Linked DNA regions of Sus scrofa: regions 1 and 3 are each linked to region 2. The links are chromatin contacts, called in public Hi-C and promoter capture Hi-C maps. All regions are on one chromosome and are shown on one strand. The core of a region is the stretch at or near the end of the contact, and the rest is flanking DNA. Distances in the headings are between cores, read along the strand shown. Region 1 holds the start of TAF5L (TAF5-like RNA polymerase II p300/CBP-associated factor-associated factor 65 kDa subunit 5L). Region 2 holds the start of CCSAP (centriole, cilia and spindle-associated protein). Region 3 holds the start of ABCB10 (ATP-binding cassette sub-family B member 10, mitochondrial).

The links. Promoter capture Hi-C pulls out the DNA fragments that hold promoters and counts their contacts. A called contact is a pair of places that touch in the nucleus more often than the background predicts.
Region 1: a promoter capture Hi-C map of liver shows a contact between it and region 2, with 3 times the contacts expected there. The contact joins the promoter of TAF5L here to the promoter of CCSAP in region 2. A contact is called at or near these places in 1 of 5 promoter capture datasets (liver) and 2 of 47 Hi-C or Micro-C datasets (embryonic fibroblasts and heart right ventricle).
Region 3: a Hi-C map of liver shows a contact between it and region 2, with 5 times the contacts expected there. The contact joins the promoter of ABCB10 here to the promoter of CCSAP in region 2. A contact is called at or near these places in 2 of 47 Hi-C or Micro-C datasets (heart right ventricle and liver) and 1 of 2 datasets of contacts at active chromatin or transcription factors (alveolar macrophages).

Annotation. Positions count from the first base shown.
Region 1 is chr14:60,253,090-60,255,792 of Sscrofa11.1, reverse strand. It overlaps TAF5L (TAF5-like RNA polymerase II p300/CBP-associated factor-associated factor 65 kDa subunit 5L), which reads right to left and starts at 1,291. Exons shown (of 5, transcript XM_013983234.2): 1 at 1,155-1,291. It overlaps URB2 (unhealthy ribosome biogenesis protein 2 homolog), which reads left to right and starts at 1,331. Exons shown (of 11, transcript XM_021074277.1): 1 at 1,331-1,461.
Region 2 is chr14:60,443,762-60,446,461 of Sscrofa11.1, reverse strand. CCSAP (centriole, cilia and spindle-associated protein) reads right to left here and starts at 1,410. Exons shown (of 4, transcript XM_013983237.2): 1 at 1,323-1,410; 2 at 438-845. The coding sequence starts at 795.
Region 3 is chr14:60,308,093-60,311,191 of Sscrofa11.1, reverse strand. It overlaps ABCB10 (ATP-binding cassette sub-family B member 10, mitochondrial), which reads right to left and starts at 1,299. Exons shown (of 13, transcript XM_021072390.1): 1 at 784-1,299. The coding sequence starts at 1,261.

The sequences.
Region 1 (2,703 bases), core at 42-2,541, 190 kb after region 2:
CGGGCAGGATTCCCTCCGAATCCCGGAGCCTTGCAGGCTGCGAGATCCGCACTGAAACGACACTTCCACCGCCGAAGGGAGGGCTACACGGAGCCTCCTGCGCTCCACTTCCGCTAAGGCTACAGTGACACCGCGGTCTCCCACCGCGGCGGCCTCCCGACCCACGCCTCGCCGAAGGGCTCCGCGACGCCGCGGGGCGCACGCCTCACCTGGCTGTCAGGAGCGGGGCCACCTCCTGCGTGCCCTTGCAGGTGGGCATCCCCCGCGCCCCGTGCAAAGGTTGACCTCACGCCCGTCCACCCACAGTCACCATGTGCGAAGTTTAATCTCCAGTTCCGCCCCAAAACACTTCCCTTGCCTTCAATGAAGAAGGGACGGGGACGCGCGCCCGGCCATTCGCGCCGCCCGCCCCGCCCGCAGGACTCCGAGCGGGACCGCGGAGCCCAGCCGCCCCGCCCGCGCCCCGCCCCCACCTCCTAGGCCTCACGGCCCGCCCGCCGCGCCCTCGGCCCGCCGCCCCACTCACTGAACATCCTAGGCGGCCCCCGCTGCCCCCGCCGCCGCCGCCTCCGGGCTCTCCCCGTGTCCGCCTCCGTCGACTCCGCGGCAGGCTCGCGCCCCGCCGGCCGACTCAGCCGGGCTCCCGCGCCCCGCGCCCCGCCGCCCCCGCGGCGGCTCTGGGCGGCCGCCCCATGACTGACTGACGCGGAGCCGCCGCGGGCTGGGCCGCTCCGGCCTCCGACGCGCCACCGCCTCCGCCAATGGGCGCGGTGCCTCGGCGCTCGGCTGGCGATGCCTGGCGAGCGCGCCCCGCCTCCGCGCCGCTGGCGTCGGGCGGAAGGAACCCGCCGGCCCCACGTGGTGGGCCCGGGGTCGGTCCCGCCGCCCCCAAGGTAGCAGTCTTCCACTACACGCGGTCCCCGGCCCAGGCTGGCGGCCAGGAGAGCTCATACCTGGGGACTGCCCGCCGCCCGTCCCGGCGGAGTGTGCGTGAGCTTCTCACCTGGGGACGGCCTGCAGGTGAGCCCCAACCCAGGAGAGACCTGAGGAGAGCTCCCTACCTGGGGCCGGCGCTGAGGTGAGCACGCTCCTGGCCCGGCCCTCCGCCCCTCCTGCGGTCCCTATCCCGAGTCGGCCCCGAGGGGGCTGCTCACCTTGGGACCGCCCGCCCCCGGTCAGCCCGCTCTGGGCTCGCTCCCATCACTCCTGGCTCTGCTCTCTTGATTTTGGCTACTGGGCTCCCTTCTATTCCGTAGATTCAGTGCGGCCGCGCGTGAGTGCTGACGCAGCCTTGCTGTCAGCAACGGGCTTTTCACACTCTCTTGCAAAGATCGCCGCGGGGCCTTGAGAGTGGAAGAGTGGGTAGACTCCGGGAGTGTCTGGGGTATTTTTGTAGCCAATTTTGCAAACAGTTTTTAAGTACTTTGTAGCTGTCTCAATGACATTGGATTTAGAATTTCAGTAAGTAGCTGTTGAGTGGATGTTGGACGTTTTGACTATAGGGTGACTGACAGCACTTGACTTGTTCTGTTGTCTGCAGTAGAGTGAAAATTACTCTGCTGAATGTCTTTCATCTGATTTTTGCTTATTCCCTGTAAAGATACCTACTAAGAACTAGTTCTGAAGGTAGGTCTGTAGGACCTCAGACCTCTTAGATTTAAAACATTCAGTGATCCAGCAAATTCTTTTTGGTTTGACAGTATTTAAAATAGAGTCATGGGGCTGCGATCTTTTTCTGGTATTTCCTTGGCCGTGTTTTGTTTTTATGATAATTTTATTTCAGTATTAAGTATCATGAAAAACTTTCTCTCCTAAGGAACTGACTTGCTTACTTTTATATAATGCAAATGATTTAATCTGATATATTTGCCCTTTTTGCTATGACTTAGAAACTCAAACTATAAATGCCTCAGTTTTATGGGATTATAGGTGGTTGGAGTGTTTGCATTCTTTTTTCATTCGTGATTTTGTTATATTGGTATTTTTTCATGTTAATTTTGTAGCTATATTTTGTAGAGTCTTTCAGAAGAGCTGTGGATCAAGTTATACTGGGACGTTACTGTTGCAGCTGGAATAAATCTTTCTATTGGAACTAGGTTTATACTGTATTTATTTTGTACTTGAGGAAATATTACTATGTCCAAATACTGCCTCCTTGTCTCTTTAAACTGTTGAAAGGAGCTGGTCCTGATACATAGTATATTATGAAGCATTTGTGAAGAAATTTACTTTTTCCATCTAAAACCAAGTATGAATGAATCTTTTCAGAAATTCTGTGAACACTTTGGGTTTTGTCCCTTTGAATTTCTGCGAACTAACCTCTGAGGATGTGGTGTTGGAGCACAGCAGGAATACTTGTGTGTAATCCATCTTCTGTTTGCTTTCATCTGAATTTCTCCCAAGGTGATGGACTCAAGCATCTATCTGTAGACTTATGCCTGATAGCATTTTAATTTCATTAAAAGGAAAAAAAATTTTTAGGGGAATGCCCATTGTAGATCAGCAGAAATGAATCTGACTAGTATCCATGAGGATGCAGGTTTCATCCCTGGCCTCACTCAGTGGGTTAAGGATCCGGCATTGTGGTGAGCTGTGGTGTAGGTGGCAGATGCAGCTCAGATTCAGACTGGCTGTGACATAGGTCAGTGGCTACAGCTCTGATTCAACCCCTAGGCTTGGAACCTCCATATGCTGTGGGTACGG
Region 2 (2,700 bases), core at 161-2,660:
GTACGCTTAGCTCAATGGCTCTTAACCTCTTGCGGTCGCCTTTGGGAATCTGAAGAAAGCTGGGCTCCTCTCATAAACAATTGCGCGCTGAAAAATAAACAGATGCGAGTTCAGCGGCTCAGAGGCCAACAAGGCCCTTGGGTAAAAACCCGGACTTCTCCAGAGGCACTTTAATGAGTTCACAGCTGGCTCAACCCAGATCCATCCAATTACGGAAATAAAGGAGGGGAGGGCGGAGGCGGGACCGATACTTTTCTTATTTTGTCAAGGGAGACACATTCTCCTCCTACCAAAAGTCAATGAAAAGATTAAATAAAATAGGTAAAGGAAGAGCTTTCCCCAAGCGCTTTCGAGAAACAGCTGGGCAGTTCAGAGATGCAAGAGCAAATCCGGTACCGCGAGCAGGCCACTCGCAGCCCCTCTCCCCGGCCCGGTACCTGGCAGCGCAGCGTCTTCCGCGTCCTCTGCGTCCCCCACAGCCTCCGCACCCTGCTCCTCCTGGGCCGCGTGGGCCGGCTGGTCCGACCCGTCCCGCGCCGCGGGCTCCGCGGGCGGCGGCGGCGAGGCCGGGGTGCACTGGGGTAATGGGGCCCCGGCGCCCGACGACGCTGACGACGCCGAGTCGTCCGAGGCTGGGCCCCAGTCGTCCCAGAGCCAGGGCGCGTGCGCCTGCTCCAGCAGCCGGCGGCCCAGGCGGTAGTGGCGCAGCGCGCGGTAGCACGGCCCGTACTCGTCCCAGCGCGGCTCCTGGTAGCGCTTCATGTACTCGCTCTTCACGCCGCTCCCCGGGGACATGGTGGCGCCCGCCGGCACCGAGGGCCCGCCGTTCCGCGCCTAGCCTTCGCCTACGAAATCCGCGACAAGACACAGAGGCGCGCCCCGCCCCTCCGGCTCGCCCAGCCCGCCGCGACGTTTAAACCCGGAGCCCCGCCCGAACGGGGCGGACGGGGGCGGGGCGTGGGAGCGGGAACGGGAGCGCGGGTGGGGGCGGGCGGGGAGTGGAGGCGGGCACAGCGCAGGCGGACCTGGGCGGTGGGCGGGGCAAGGGGCGGAGAGAACGCGCTGCCAGCCCTGGGAGGGGGCGGGGACGGGCCCAGCGGCTCTGGGGTAGGGGAGGGGGATAGCGGTACCCGCTGCTGGGCGTGGGGGTCACTGGGGAGGGCGGCTCGGGAGGTGCGCAGCCAGAGGCTGCGGAAACCAGGGGAATGGACCGTGGAGGAGGGAGGAGAAGGAGGTGTGGGCGCGGGGAGCTGGGCGGCCTCTGGGTCCTGGGAGCGCCCTCTGGGCGCGGGGTAGGGGCAGGAGGGGCGGCCCCCTCTTACCTCCTTCGTGCGGCTCCGGCCTTGCCCTGCGCCCCCGGCCCCGCGGCGCCCAAGCAGTCCTCCGCGAGCGAGGCGCAGCAGCCCAGAGTCGCGCGCTCTGCCCGCGCTTTCCTGCCGAGCAAGATGTCGCCACTGGCGCGGTGGCCCGTGTTCCTCCGGCGGCAGCGGGGAGGCGAAGGCGCCGCCTCAGTCCTGGGAGCCAACGCCTCCCGCGCGCGCTCCCGGCCCCGGCCCCCCGCCCGGCTCGGTGGGGGCGGCTGCTTCAGGGTGGTGCGTGGGGCACCGAGACGCGGGCGCCTCGGCAAGCCGGGAGTCCCCGCCAGGTCCCTGCCCACTCGCCCTAGGCGCCCGCGCCCCAGGTCCCTGGAGGCGCTGCCCTGGGCCCCCGCCTCTGCAGAAGGCATCCAGGACCGGCCGCCCCTCAGCCAGCGACATTCAGTGGTCTCTTTGACACCTCGAGGTTCCCAAAAACAATACAAGTCCACACGTTGACTCTTGCTTCCTTCCCTCTGTTCACAACACCTGTTACTCTGGCTTTAACCCCCTTTCACGTTTTAGTACGAGTCCTTTCTTGTCCACGCTCCAAACATTTTTTATGAGAATGATAAAATTGGCCGAGCCACCCTCTCGGAGACCAATTTGCACAGAAAACCTTGGCCCACTCAGTTGAGTGGTGCTAAGTATACAACGTTGCTCTGATTGTTACATTTTCCAAAGGGCCCCACATGGATTCTTCCCCTTTATTGAAAGGAGCCTGGATACATTCGTTACAAAAAGATTTGAAAGAAACGTTTTGGAATATCGGGACATATTTAGCAGTTGAAAAGCAGGCCTAGGCCGTAATGAATTACCTGGCTCCGGCTTCCATACCGGATTTGTTCTGATTCATGACTGTTTTCCCTTCTGTTGCCTGTCTCCGCGTCCTTCCCCGCCCCCATCATAGCTAAATGATCCAAAGGTAGACGCTGCCCCCGCGGGAGTCAGCCTGTTCTGAAAACTAAAGTTAGTAATCTAGACGTCATTAGTACTGATTGTTAAGGGCAGTTTTCTGGAGAGATATACTGTGACCTCCTGCTGTTGACACCCCCACAGTGACCCAGACTTTTTCCCTCCCCAACTTTATTTTCTGTAGCTCAAAATACCCCAGGAACTTTCTAATGCATCTCCTTTTTCTTTAAGATGGTTTCCCATGGTTACAAACAAAAGAACCTTAATAAATATATTAATAACGTGGGTGAAAGATGATGTGCAGTTACATGAAAAAATCAGAACACAATCTGTTTCAGTTAGCTTTGGCTGCATAATAACCACCCTAAAATTTGTGGTTTAAAACAACCAAGATGCGTTATTTCTCACGATTCTATGGGTTAGCGGGGCA
Region 3 (3,099 bases), core at 50-2,549, 140 kb after region 2:
CAATAAATATTAAAGAAATGAAGATGTGGAGAAATCTCAAAGCCTTTTAGCTCTTACAAGGCCCTTGCATTTAAACATTTCTCCATTTATAGCTAAAAATGAGAAGCTATAGAAAAATCTTTTTATCTGGATTTTCTTTCTAAAAATATTCATTTTGAAAGGATTATGACCTAGTTTCTCAAAGCTCCTGGAGTTTACAGATCACTGATCATGGCCAGTGCTGACTCTTCTGAAAAGTAGGCAAAATTATGAGACAAATCTGAAAGACTCAGATTGTTCTGCCTCACACAGTAAAAACATTGTTGACTACTTAACAAACTTACCTAAAGTAAATAACATCTTGGTTTGTTTCTTAAGTGCAAGTTCATATGACAAAACAGGTTTATCTGGTGCTAGGATTAATTTTACAAAGCGGGTGGGGGGGGGGGGAAGACCCAGGTCATTCTGTGAATGCTGGCAAAGTGAAAGCGGAACAGACCCAAACACTAGAATATTGAGATACGATCCCCTTGTATAACCCGTGTCAAGCTAAGAAAACAAACACCCGACAGTTCTGTGAACTGATGGCCAGCTGGCCGGAATGGCTTGACAACGCTACTGCGAGGCACGCTCTGCCCCACACGTCCCAGTAGAAATGCCCAGGTGAAAGGCCACCTCGTCCCTCTGCACCGTTTCGAGTGGCCCAGGGTCCCTCCGCCGCAGTGTTCCCCCTCTCCCGTGGCCCCAACACCTCGCCCCCGCGAGGCCGCGGGGTGACGGAGGCGGGAGGCGGGGCGGCCCTACCTGCCAGCCTCCGGCGCTCTGGGTGCGCCAGCCTCAGGAGCTTCTGGGCCTCCGAGCGTCCGGCAGCAGCGGGCTGCAGCGGCGGGTCGTGTCTGGGGGTTGCCGCGGCCGCGCGCAAGTCCGGCCGCCGCTTGGCCTCGCCCACGGCTGGGCCGCTCGGGAACCCGGCGCGCAGAAGTCTTGAGGCGCTGGGCCCGGCGGACGCCCCCCAGTTGGAGGGGCCCGGGGGCCGCGCCCACAGCGCCAGGAGCCGCGAGAGGCCCGCTCCGCCCGCAGGGCCGCCGGCACCCCCGCCCGGGCAGCCGCCAGCCCAGCCGTGTGGACCTCGCGCGGTCCCGCCACCTGCCAGGAGCCCCGGCCCCACGCCCCAAGGTGGCGCTGACCCCAGGCGCGTCGGCGGCAGCCGGGCCCAGGGGACGCGGGAGGCCGGGCCCCGCCTCACGAGCAGCCGCAGCGGCCAGGCAGGGGGGCCGCGCATGGCGCCGCGTCTGACCCGCGCGCCTCAGACCGCCGCCTAGCCAGCGGCCGCGGCCGCCGCTCGCCGCCCGGGACGGGCGCGCCCGCCCCATCCCCGCCCCCAAGGAGGCGAGCCGAGCCCGGACCACCCCCGGGAGTCCCCGCCCGCCTCCGGCGCCCGTCCGCAGCGCCCCCAATCGGGCGGCCGAGCACGGTCACGCCTCCGGAGCGACTGCGGACCAGGCCGAGGACAGCGCCGTGCGCCGCTGCGCCTGCGCCCCACTGCGCGGGGAAGCCTTTTCGCGCTCTTCATCCTCTCCGGAAGAAGCTGAGGCTCCTTTCTCACGCCGACTCGCTCCGCGGAGCGCGCGCACGCTGTCGCGCGAGGTTGGCACCCTGACGCGGCTGTCAGTGAGGGCCAGGACGGGGCGGTGTCCCCGGGTTCTGTGCTGGGCGTCACCCGACCGGACGCCCCCGCAGGTCGGCGCGGACTTGGAGGGCGTTGTGCAGGACAGAAATGCTGAAGTGGACGTGGCCGAAGCGCGCCGACTGCTCCCAGCAAGAAGACTCGTCAGAACTCCGTGCACGTGCACGGAAGGCGGGAGGAGAGGGTCTGAAGCCCACGGGGACATGGAGACTTAGCGGTGGGGCCTCTGTACGCTGAGGCCTAGGTCTAATCTTAGAATCGTGCTTGAATGAGGTGGATAGCTTTATGGTGACTTAGTGTTTTTACAGGCTGAGACTCGAATGAGGCTGCTACTGAGAGACAATTGCCTCAGTTGCAATATTTATTGATTGGGGGGGCGAGTCACTGATCAGACATTTTAGTTCAAATTTTTTAAAAAAAATCAAAGTTAGGAGTTCCCATCGTGGCTCAGCGGAAGTGAATCTGACTAGCATCCATGAGGATGCAGGTTGGATCCCTGGCCTCGCTTAGTGGGTTAAGGATTCTGCATTGCTGTGAGCTGTAGTGTAGGTCGCAGGTGCTGCTTGGATCTAAAGTTGCTGTGGATGTGGTGTAGGCCAGCAGCTACATCTCCAGTTCAACCCCTAGTTTGGGAACCTCCATATACTGTGGGTGTGGCCCTAAAAAAGATCCCCCAAAATTAAAATTAATGCCAAAAACCCATGATGAACAATATAGCAAAAGTTTCAAAGGCAGGATCTGCCCCTGCACTTACTTGCAGGATCCTGCCTCTCTCTTCTCACCCTGATCGAGCCCTGAAAACCTATTTAAAAAATCAAGCATTTAGCAAAGTTGTTTGCCAGTTTGGTTTTTAATTTTTTTCTTCTTTTTACAGTCACTCCTGTGGCATATGGAAGTTCTCCAGCCAGGGGTGGAATCAGAGCTGTAGCTGTGACCTACACCACATCTTGCTGTAGTGCCTGATTTTTAGCTGTGTGAACCAGAGCAGGGATTGAGCCCACATTCTCACAGAGACAACATCGGGCCTTAACCCCCTGAGCCACAATGGGAACTCTGGTTTTTTAAAGTTTTTTCCATTAAAATATCACTTATCTTGATTACTGGGACTGTTTTGAGTTTCTGTAAATTTTGCCCCCAGGACAGTGCCTCACCTCACCTGACTTAGGCCCTGGTAGGTAAAGAATGTAGGGCTTTTGAGGGGAAGTACCAATAAAGGAAAGATGGTGTGGGATTAAATCACACCCTAAATCCCCCTGTGGAAAGGAAGCATACCATCCTCTAAGCCTCACCTTCTAAGACCCGAAGGGCGGCATGGAATTCCCCGAGGTTAACATAGGTCAGCCTTTCACTGGTGTCTGCATTCTGAAATGCAAAGTATGATGGAGTTTTAACATTCTGATTCATGAGTAGGCATGTGCTACTGGAAAGATCTT